Linked DNA regions of Mus musculus: region 1 is linked to region 2. The links are chromatin contacts, called in public HiChIP or PLAC-seq maps. All regions are on one chromosome and are shown on one strand. Each heading gives the region's core, a stretch centred on a gene start, on an enhancer-like site or on the middle of the called end of the contact. The rest is flanking DNA. Distances are from core to core; before and after follow the strand shown. Region 1 has its middle 17 kb from the start of H2-T-ps. Region 2 holds the start of H2-Q2 (histocompatibility 2, Q region locus 2).

What was found. HiChIP or PLAC-seq counts read pairs in DNA pulled down with a chosen protein or histone mark.
Region 1: an H3K4me3 HiChIP or PLAC-seq map of embryonic stem cells shows a contact between it and region 2, with 6 times the contacts expected there. The contact joins the enhancer-like site here to the promoter of H2-Q2 in region 2. A contact is called at or near these places in 6 of 39 promoter capture datasets (the 3T3-L1 cell line, 3T3-L1-derived adipocytes, the C10 cell line and 2 more), 1 of 15 datasets of contacts at CTCF or cohesin (the NIH/3T3 cell line), 3 of 484 Hi-C or Micro-C datasets (the G1E-ER4 cell line and cardiomyocytes), 22 of 115 datasets of contacts at active chromatin or transcription factors (the NIH/3T3 cell line, T-cell acute lymphoblastic leukemia, embryonic basal ganglia and 7 more) and 2 of 9 other capture datasets (adipose tissue and liver).

The regions. Positions count from the first base shown.
Region 1 is chr17:36,092,300-36,097,627 of GRCm38.p6, reverse strand. No RefSeq gene overlaps it. Among named protein-coding and RNA genes, the nearest start is that of H2-T-ps, 17 kb to the left of the region's middle. Within about 2 kb of position 3,442, at least 9 of the 459 cell types and tissues checked have an H3K27ac peak or open chromatin away from gene starts, as enhancers often do. A contact at or near this core is called in embryonic stem cells, stem cell-derived anterior neural progenitor cells and stem cell-derived epiblast-like cells, where this site is marked.
Region 2 is chr17:35,340,666-35,346,421 of GRCm38.p6, reverse strand. It overlaps H2-Q2 (histocompatibility 2, Q region locus 2), which reads right to left and starts at 4,115. Exons shown (of 8, transcript NM_010392.3): 1 at 4,026-4,115; 2 at 3,553-3,822; 3 at 3,034-3,309; 4 at 1,392-1,667; 5 at 1,148-1,264; 6 at 936-968; 7 at 714-762; 8 at 1-578. The coding sequence starts at 4,089. The coding sequence ends at 716.

The DNA.
Region 1 (5,328 bases), core at 2,193-4,692, 750 kb before region 2:
ATACTCATAACCTATCCCCGAGTTAGTCTGGTGTATGAATCCACATGCTCTCTTTTAGTATTATTTTATTATAAGTGCCTTTTAAGATTGAATTCTGACATAGCTAAGCCTTCGCCAGTGTTCCAATGTCCCAGAAAATCCTTGAAGCCGACAAAATTGGAATTCAGTAGGAATTCAGTGAGAAGGTTACCTATTCAGTAACATTCAAATTTACTTCTAGTAGAGACAGTGAAACTAATTAGGCATTCCAAAGAACAAGCTAGAATAGCTCAGGGCTAGAATGCAGAGTGTTTACTTGGGGCAGTAGCCAGTCTTACCCAGACAAGGGAATTCACCATGACCTAGCAAATAGGTGGGTTTACCATAAGAAAGTTAGGAAATACCACTGAGACAGGTTTCTTCACTAGGCCCAAAGAAATCAGGCAGGACTATGGAGCATAAATAAATTTTATGCCTCGATCCGGCTATTTTTATTATATAATCAGGGGAGAATTCTTACCCAGCCTGAAGTGGACTGGTAAAAACCTTGTAGTCACTGAGGTGGGGCCACCTGCGGTGCAGCTTTCTCACTTGGCTGGCTTCTTTTGAAGTGACAACTGTCCTGAGATTCTACTCCCTGCTGAGAGGCTGAACCTGTCTTCTGGAGATGGTCCTGAGGTAACTGACTACCTGTGGAATTGGTGACTTACTGCTAACAGCTCTGGAGGACTAGTGCTAACAACTTGGCAACAAAACATCAAGAAGCCTTGCATGGCAGGGGATGGACTTCCCCACTTTATAAGCACAGACTGCTAATAAACATTGAGCTTTGAACAGGTTCCAGTGGATGTATGGCTGTGACATGGTGTTGGACAGGAACCTCCTCTGCGGGTACTGGCAGTACACCTACAACAGTCGCAATTACATCACCCTGAACGATGACCTGAAAACGTGGACTTGGTGGACATGGCAGCGTTCATCACCCCATGAAAGTGGGAGCAGGCTGATGAGGCAGGGCATTACAAAGCCTACCTGGAGAGCACCTGCGTGGAGTGGAACCACTGATCCCTGGAGCTCCGGAAGGAGACGCTGCTGCGCACAGTTGCAGGGGCCGCGGGCAGCTCCTCCCTCTGCCCTCGGGCTGGGGCTCAGTCCTGGGGAAGAAGAAACCCTCAGCTGGGGTGTTGGCCCTGTCTCTTCCAGTTTTTACATATTTATCTTTTTTTTTTAATGACAATAAAAATATCACACAATGAATTTAGCCAGAACAGAAGCAAGACATGTCAGTGAATTTCTATCCAGTCAGAATAGCCATTCTGAACCGCTGAATATTCACTTTGAATTATCAAATATAAACCCAGTACCAATAGGCAAAGAAAAAAGAAAGAGGAGGGAGGGAGGGAGAGAATCCAGGACAGAGGTAGAACTAGAAAACAATTGGCTTCTTACCCTGTTTCAACCCCAAGGTGACTATCTGCATTCTGCCTCTTCTTGTCTCTCAATATTTACCTTTCTTGTTTCCTTTTGGCCATGTTATACTGTACACATGTATACAATTGAATACATTTATACATATGCTTTTTGCTATATCCCACACTTGAGGAAAGGCTGTGTAATTTTCTTCCTGTCCCTGTGTGACCTCAATAACACTATATATGCTAAGTTCACCCATTTGCCTTGGTTGTTTGTGATTACATTGTTTAGAGCTAAATAGTATCCATAGCCTTGACATTTCATGTCCAGCACCTCTACCACATGCCTTTGATTTTCCTGTCTATTTTTGCCCAGTTTCAGCCTGTTTCTGTCACTAGAGCTCTGCAGTATAATTTGAGGCTGGGATTGAAACACCTCCAGTTCTTACTCCTGAGACTGTTTGACTCTGAGTGGTCTTTTAAATTATTTTCTAAACACATCAAATTAATGAGAATCTAATACTAGTGAATTAAGTCTGTAGGTTACTTTGGTAGAATGGCCATTTTCACCATATTACCTCTGTCAGTCCTGGAGCAAGTGTTTTAAGTCCAGCATCTGACATCATCTTAAGTGATTTCTTACTGCATTACCTTGAAGTTTGCAAGGTACACATTCACCTCTACCACCTGATTAAGTCCATTCTCAGGACAGTTTTATGGACACTGATAGAGGCACCAGAAGAAAGAAAAATGCCTGACATTTCTAACTTTTGTCTTCAGACCCCCAAAGACAAAAGTGAAGCATCATCCCAGACCTGAAGGTGATGTCACCCTGAGGTGCTGGGCCCTGGGCTTCTACCCTGCTGACATCACCCTGACCTGGCAGTTGAATGGGGAGGAGCTGACCCAGGACATAGAGCTTGTGGAGACCAGACCTGCAGGGGATGGAAACTTCCAGAAGTGGGCAGCTCTGGTAGTACCTTCTGGAGAGGAGCAGAGATACACATGCCATGTGGACCATGAGAGGCTGCCTGAGGCCCTCACCCTGAGAAGGGGTAAGGAGGGTGTGGTTGCAGAGCTGGGGTCAGGAAAGCTGGAACCTTCTATAAACCCTGGATAAGGTCAGGGTTGATGGCAGGAGACATGACCCTCCCTTTCCCTTCCTTGCCCTTTCCTTCCCAGAACCTCCTCAGTCCATCATCCTCATTAGAACCATTGTTAGTGCTGTCCTTGGGGCTGGAAAAGATGTGTCAGGGAGCAATCAGGCCTGGTGACCCTCCACCCAACACAGAGCAACCAGGGCTGGTGACCCAGCAAAGCCTGCCCAGGGCACAGCTGTGCTCACCATCAAGCCTGGCTTTCCTGGTATTCTTCCAGCCAAGTCTTCCCTGCTGCATTGCCTCCCCTGTGACACACACACCCCTGCTGTCCCTAACTCCCAGTGCCCACCTCACCATGACAACATGGAATACCTTCCTCCCCTCAGAGCTGCTCATCCTGCCCATGCCCAATCAAGGCTTTGGCCTCCTTCACAAATGCCACCAGACCCCCAAATTAGGGAGACAGCAACTCCACAATGAACTCCTAGAGAGAAGTGCAAGCACACACAGGGTCAGACTCCTGGGAGCAAAGGACCCTCATTTTGGACAGTGATGTCTAATGATCTGCCAGGCAGCAGCCTCTGTGAGCCTTCCACTCTAGGTGGTGATGTCACAAGGTGCAGGAGATGTCCCCAAGGATTTCCTCTAGAACCAAGAACCAATAAGCTGGCCAATCAGGCAGAGCTCACAAGCTGTAGGGACCCCTGTGGGAGGAGCAGCATTACCATCAGCACCCCCGAGCATCATGTCAGAGTTATTGATCAGAAACACAAGCTGCTCCTTCCTGGAGGAGAACTCTGCAGCCACTAGGAGGACAAAATACTGCACCTTCACCTGCATAATCCAAAGGAAAGCAGCAGGTTAAAAAGCTAGGACACAGGTCCCCTCCTCCTGCTGTCAAGTCTGTCCAACCTAGCCCCACCTGGAGCTGCTCCAGGAGCTGCAGAGTGCATTCCTGCATTCCTTGGGGATGGATCAGTCCTAGGAACTCCCAGAGCTTGCTGGACCCCCTGGGACCCAAGACCTGGGACCCACTTCCGCTTTTAGTTTAGGGGATTTCTAGGATGCCAAGGGCGGGCTGGGATGACTAGGAAGACCCGCAGCCTCTCACAGGATCCAGTAAATATATAGCTGTGACATGGGGTCAAAGGGAAGCCTCCTCCAAGGGTACTGACCAGTTAAAATAGGGAGCAGGATAGGAAGCAGAATTAACATCAGAATACAAACAGCACCAGGACAGCCCACAGCAGGACACTAAGCTTGTTTTCTGCACAGTCCCTCTGCTGTTAGACAGAGGAGCTGATAAGCACTCCTTCAGGAGAGGCTGCATCCCCACACTCCTGTGACACCTAGGGCCCTGCCTGGGGAAAAGCAGGCACAGAGGACCACCATGTGAGAAGTGTTGGGAAGAAGAGGACTGGCACCTGAGCTCACACTCACAGCTTACCCAGCACATTCCACAGGAGCTGTGCACACGCACAAGGCTTACAGGGCAGAGATCTTATGGATAAATGTTTGCCTGCTCCAACAGGGACCCATGCATGCAGGGATAGAGATACCTTAGGGTCTCATATTCTGCTTTCAGGGCACCCTGGGCCCACTCCTGAAACAGAGCAGGCTGGAAAATGGCTCAGGCTTTGTCAGATGGATCTAGACACAGGCTGCCATCACTGCCTTCCCAGAATGATTTCAGGTCACTGAACATGAAGAGCACTTCCCTCAGTGTACCACAAAATGGGGAGTACCAAAGGAGAGAGACATGGGGTCCCCTCCACACTCTTCTACCTCAGTCTGGACTGATGGTGGCAGATGCTGCTGCTTAATTCTTGACATTCTGAGGTCTTTGAATAAGCATGGCCCCTGTAGGCTCACATATTTGAAGACAGTTGCCAGGGAGTGGGGCACTTTGAAAGGATTAGAAGACATGTGAGGGGTGGCCTTGATACAGGAAGTGCTTCACTGGAAACAGGCTTTGAGGTTTAAAATCCCATGCCAGCCCAGTCTAGGTCTGTCTGCTGCCTATAGAACAGGATGAGCTCCCAGCTACTGCTCCAGCCCCATGCCTGCCTGCCTGCTTGCTGCCATGCTCCCCACCATGATGAGAAAGGACTAAGCCACTGACATTGTAAGCAAGCCCTGATTAAAGGCTTTCTATTTCAGAACTGCCTTGGTCATGGTGGCCCTGCACAGCAATAGAACAGTGTCTAAGACTCATCCTATCATTTCCTACTCTCTGTCATCTTTGTCTCCATCCATCCAGCAGTCACCTCACCTAGAAGCAAGATGGACCCTAGTGCTCATTAAGACAGACCTGTCCCTCTCCTGATGTCACTCTCCAGCTCAGCTCTGACTCCTCAGAGCAGACCAGGCCTGTGGTAAAGCTAGAACCACCCACATTCCAGAACCAGGGGTCTCCCAGCCTCCCTCAACACCAGCAGCTAAATCTTTACCAGCCACAAATGGGACACATTACCACTGTTGCCCTCACCCACTTTCTCTTCCATTCTTGCTCAGAAGGTGTCTTTTTATAGGACCCTCCATATACAGTAAATCTCACTTCTGAGCTGTGTTGGGGGTGTGATTTTTGAGGCATTCCTTGGCTCTCTGAATGACACAAAAATCCCAAAACCTAACATTGGCACCATGGTTTGGTAGGCTGTCTGCAAGCCTGTGCACCCCTTGGAGGACCAAAGCTCTTCAGGGACTTTATCCCTTATCTCCAGTCCACCCACAGCAGACCCACTTTCTGGCCCTCCATCATCACCAGCACCTGGTGAGTGGCCCCTCTCTCTCAGTTGGCCCCAGTGCTTCCCTGAGTCTTGGTACTCTAGGAGGTG
Region 2 (5,756 bases), core at 2,866-5,365:
GCCTGATTTTTTTCAGTGCTTAAATTTAAACTAGGTTAATTCTTTTTATTTAAGATTTTCTTTACCATATGCCAAAGCCCACCTCCAATAACACACATGTAGCCACATGAAATTTTATTGTTGGAAAAGTTTTTATCTGTCATAATACTATTATATAATTTTGTAAATAATTTCAAAAGTAAAGAGTTGGTTTCCCCAGATAAGGTCATGTTAGTGACCCCATCTCTAGGGATGGTTTCTAACCCATTACTTTCACTTAAAATCTTAGCCTAGGCTACCAGGAACATGTAAATAAGAAAAGGAATAAGCGAAAACAAAATAAATCAATTGCCATGAGAACTATGACTCAATATAATACTCTGGCCAAGAGTTCCACAACTGGTTCCAGGAGGCCTCCTTCTTTTGAAGTATACCTCAGTCTGTGCAACTTGTCACATGGCTGCTACTGGGGTTGGTGTGGCAGAGAACATGAGACACCATTTTCTAAAGAAAGCTGATGTCTAAAGACTCTTGATGTCACAGGAGAGACCTGAACACACTGGCTGTCACTCAGTCTACTCCAGGCAGCTGTCTTCATGCTAGAGAAAGAGAGTCATGAACCATCACTGTGAAGACAACATCCCAACAACCCACCACTCACAGGGGATTCTGGGAGTCCCTGAAACCCAATCATGTCCACATTGCCCCTCCCCAATCAGGCACCAGAGTGTCACCTTTACAATTCTAGGAGAGAGATATCAGAGCTCTGGGGGCTGTCCCTGCCTAGGGTAAAACAAAACAAATGTATATGTACATGAAAATGTATGTATTCATATCACAGTACAACTCAGGCTCCCAGAAGATTTCTCTGGAGGAGTTATTATGGATTCCCAGAGCTCCTAACATCTCCAGCTTCACTCTAATGGCCTCAGGACAATCCTGTCCCCCACACTAACCTGGATCTTGAGCGTAGTCTCTTACTTTTCCACCTGTTGAGATGAAAAGCTGTGAGAGATCAAGGAGGATCTTGACTCTAGGAAGTTCTCAGAACTGACAGCAGACCCAGTTAAAGACAGTAGCAATGAGGGGTGTGGCTGTGTTTCCCATTAATGAGCAGAGAACTCTCTAAAGGAGGCTGAGAGGGAACTCAGACCCTGACCTTTCCTACCTGTGTTTCTCCCTCTTTTCATCACAAAAGCCACCACAGCTCCAATGATGATCACAGCTCCAAGGACAACCAGAACAGCAATGATCACCATGTAAGAGTCAGTGGATGGAGGAGGCTCTGGGAAGGACAGGTACAGGAAAAGAAGGTGAGGGTCATGACCCCAGCTCTCAGCCCTGAGCAGCTCAGGGTCTGCAAAAGGCTCCAGCTTTCCCTGACCCCAGCTCTGCACCCACACCCTCCTTACCCCATCTCAGGGTGAGGGGCTCAGGCAGCCCCTCATGTTCCACATGGCATGTGTATCTAGGCTCCTCCCCAAAAGGCACCATCACAGATGCCCACTTCTGGAAGGTTCCATCCCCTGAAGGCCTGGTCTCCACAAGCTCCATGTCCTGGGTCAGGTCCTCCCCATTCAACTGCCAGGTCAGGGTGATGTCAGCAGGGTAGAAGCCCAGGGCCCAGCACCTCAGGGTGACATCACCTTGAGAACTGGGGTGATGGGTCACATGCGCCTTTGGGGGATCTGTGTGGAAGATTTAAGAAATCACAGGATTTTAACAAGACAAACTAAAATCTACTCAAGACTCAGTTAAATCAATGATGACAGTGAATTATTTGTCTGTTTGACACTACAACTGTCGTTGCACAGTGACCAAAAGCAGAGCTGGTCCCCTCAGCACAGAACTACACATTTTCTTTTGGGACTTAGAAGCAAAGAGGGAATCCACTGAGACTCAACCACTGTGGTCATCTTGCTGACCAACATTAACTGTCAGTCCAAGAGAACAGCCATCACAAAGTGTGTAGTGAGAAAATGACTCCCAGCCCCTGACTCTGGGGGACAAGGTACAGGTGTTTTAAGCAGGACACTTGAAGTGATCTGTGGACCTCACTGGAACACAGTGGGCTCACAGGGTGTGTGGTCTTCCCTCTCACTCAGCCCTGGATTGCAGAAGACCCTGTCTCTCAGAGTCCAAGTCCTGATTCACTGGGGGGGGGGGCACTGTAACTTGTGGGGCAGAGGGAGAGCAGGAGGCTTCTGGATGTTTAGTTCTGACAGGAAACACTCTAAGTTCACAAGAATCTGTTATTTAATGAGAACCTTGTTTTAACCCGTCTAATTATCCAAGTTAGCAGTCTCCCCTGGCACCTGTGGAGACTGATACAAATGATAATACAAGGGCAGGGAGAAACAGGATCACTCCAGTGCAGACAAAAACTGACTAGAAACAAAATAACACCTTCAAAAATAAAGAAAAAGTAAAGAGAAAAGAAAGAAGAATAAGAAAACAGATAAATAAGTAAAAGAAATTTCTCGATTTATATTCCTCCAGGGTACCCATAAGGGCTCACATGACCATTCACCACTGTAGGAATAGAGAGAATTGGGTTGTGGAAGGGATGCAAACCCAACAGACTGGGAGGGATCTATGAAAATGTACTCTATGAAAATTCTAGATACTGGGCAAATTAGCCTAGTGTAGGGGAGTCCATATCTCCCATCAGGTAAAGGCGACTTCAGGTCCTGAGGTGCAAGGGCTGACACACTCAGCAGGACAGGAGTCAGTGTCCACACACAGTAGGTGTGGGCAGAGAACCCGGCCTGGGAGAGGCCATGGCTGACAAAGGCTACAGGGGAACTGAAGGGAGCAGCTGTTGTTACCTCAGGGAAATTCTCTCCTTCCCTCCTGAGACAGCCTGGGCACTGTCCAGGGAGAAGGCTGAGCCCTGGGAGAGTCAGTGCAGTCACTGTGATGAGGGATCAGGAGACCCAGGGTCACTCTCTCCCCTCTGAGACAGGGGCATCACCCCAGCTGAGGGTTTCTTCTTCCCCAGGACTGAGCCCCAGCCCGAGGGCAGAGGGAGGAGCTGCCCGAGGGCCCCTGCACCTGTGTGCAGCAGCGTCTCCTTCCCGAGCTCCAGGTATCTGCGGAGCCACGTCAAGCAATCGACCTCCAGGTAGGCCCTGCGCTTCTCTGCAAGACCAGCCTGCTCCAACTTGCTTCGGGTCTTCAGTGCTGCCAGGTCCGCCGCTGTCCACGTTATCAGATCCTCATTCAGGGCGAGGTAATCGCGGCCATCGTAGGCAGACTGCTCATACCCTCGGAGTAGGCTTCCGTCTGGCCCCAGGTCACAGCCAACCAACCACTGGAGAGTGTGAGAGCCTACGGGATCCCGTGGTCAGCTCCCCACCCCCTCCCCACCCGGCCCAGGCCGCCACCACCCGCCCCGCTCCCGCCCCCAGACTACCTGTCCGGCCCCGCCCACCTGTGGGCTCAACCAAACTGAAAGGGAAACCGATTCCAGGTGGGTTCTGCTCCCGAACCTTGGACTTGGGATGCGGGAGGTCTCTGGGCTCCTGTGTGGGGACGTGGAGGGGTCGTGACCTCCGACCCGGGGTCACTCACCTCCCTTGCTCTGGTTGTAGTAGCTCAGTGCGGTCCCCAGGCTCACTCGGAAACTCTGCTCATTTTCCTTGGAGACCTGTGTGTTCCGCTCCCAATACTCCGGCCCCTCCTGCTCCATCCACGGCGCCCGCGGCTCCATCCTCGGATTCTCCGCGTCGCTGTCGAAGCGCACGAACTGCGTGTCGTCCACGTAGCCGACGATAATGAACCGGGGCTCCCCGAGGCCAGGCCGGGACACGGCGGTGGTGAAATACCGCAGCGAGTGTGAGCCTGTGGACGGCGCGCGGTGAGACTCCGACCTCCTCCCGGAGCCCCGGCCGGGTTCGCGGGCGGGGAGGCCAGCAGGGTGCGGTGCTCGAGATGTAGGTGGAGAAGGGGCGGAAGGTATGGTGGGCGACGTGGGGACGCGGCTTCCCCGTTGCCGCCCCAGCCCCTCTCCGCAGACGCTGTTTCCCTCCCGACCCCGCACTCACCCGCGCGTGTCTCAGTCAGTTTCAGGGCGGCCACCAACAGCAGGAGCAGCCTTCGCAGCGCCATTGCCCCATCTGGGATACAGGGCATCTGAGGCCCTTGGCTGCATGGACTTTATAACCTGCGCCCGCTGCTGAGGAGCTGGTTGGTTTCCCAGGATCCTGCCACCCAATGGAAATGAGACCTGCCAGATAATTCCTGCTACCTCAGGGTTCAGAGAGGGCATCAGATCCCCAGGAGCTATAAAGTGGTGCTGCTACAGGGCAAGGGAGGGGCAGGAGCTGAGCTGCAGGAGAGGGTGGAGTCTGCAGGGAGCAGAGTGAGGCCCTTGTGCACCTGTGTCTTAGTGAGGGTTTCCATTGCTGTGATAAGACCCCATGACCAAAAGCAACTTGAAAAAGAAAGGGTTTCTTTCAGTTTACACTTCCACATCACAGTCTATCATTGAAGAGATTCAGGGCAGGACCTTGAGAGGATTCTAAAGGAGGAACTGAAGAAGAGGATGAGGACCAGTGCTAATAGCTTTGTAGCTCATGGCTTGCTCAGCCTGCTTTCTTATACAATCCCTGATGACCTGCTAAGACAACCTGCAGTGAGCTGAGCCCTTCCATACTGATCATTAATAATAATTTTTAAATTGCCTTATACACTTCCCCAAAAGCGTCCTGGATGGATGCAATTTCTCAATTCAGGATCCTCTTCTTATATATGTCTCAGTTGGTGTGGAATTAACAAAATACAAACAGCACAGGCTCCTGGTGCAGGGTCACTCAGTGAGAGCTGAGGGAGGAGGATATGTGAGTTCCTCTCCCTGAGCTGAGCCAGGGACCTGTCCTGTGGATGGAGGCCCCATGGAAAAACAGTTGGAATGCAAGGAATGGGAACACAGTGGGTTCCAACTCCATTCCTGCCCCTCAGTCCTGAGGACCTGTCTCTCCCTTGCCTGTTGGTTGATGCTGTTGACATAACCATGGGAGGGACTGATAAAGTCAGGGCATGGGAGGAGAAGGGTTGCTTCAGGAGCTTTCCCTTCCCCAGAACTGTGTGGTAGCCTGATCACACAACATCAGTGATGGGAGCAGCTCCAGGCTTGGTTTTAGCTGCATTGAACCATGTCTGCTCGCTGACCAACATCCACAATTTATCCAGGTTGACAGTTGGGCAGAAGCTCTGGTTCCTCTTCAGGTGGTCATGCCTCACACCAACTTTCCCTGAGTGACCTGGGTGACACTTGTGAAGTTCATCCTGAGGTGATGCCTCTAGCATTCCTGTGGCCTCCTGGGTGCTCGCAGTGTTTTCCTGATGCAACCATGGCCTCGGCTCAGGTGGCCCCGGAGTTTCCAGGTCTTCCTCAGTCTGGATGGCATGGCAATGGCAGAAAGGAAAGAGGCTCCTTAGACCTTTATAAACTGCATTTAAAGCACTTTTTATGGCCTTTATAAGTGACATTCACAGATCTCAAAGCACACTTTTAAGATCGTTGCAATTACTTAACCTCTCATATCCTTAGAAGTTACATACACTTTACAGTTTTTTTCCATCGAATTAGACACAAGACACAGGTGGTTGGTTACTGACAGCAGTCACTGTAAAACAACTTCCTTTACATAAAAGAATAGTAAAACGTTACATTGAAATCTTTGGTGGGAGTTTATCTCTTCTGAGAATCTGGTAACAATGTGATCAGTGGAGACCCAGTAGCAACTCTGGAGAGTGTCCATGATTTTTAAGCA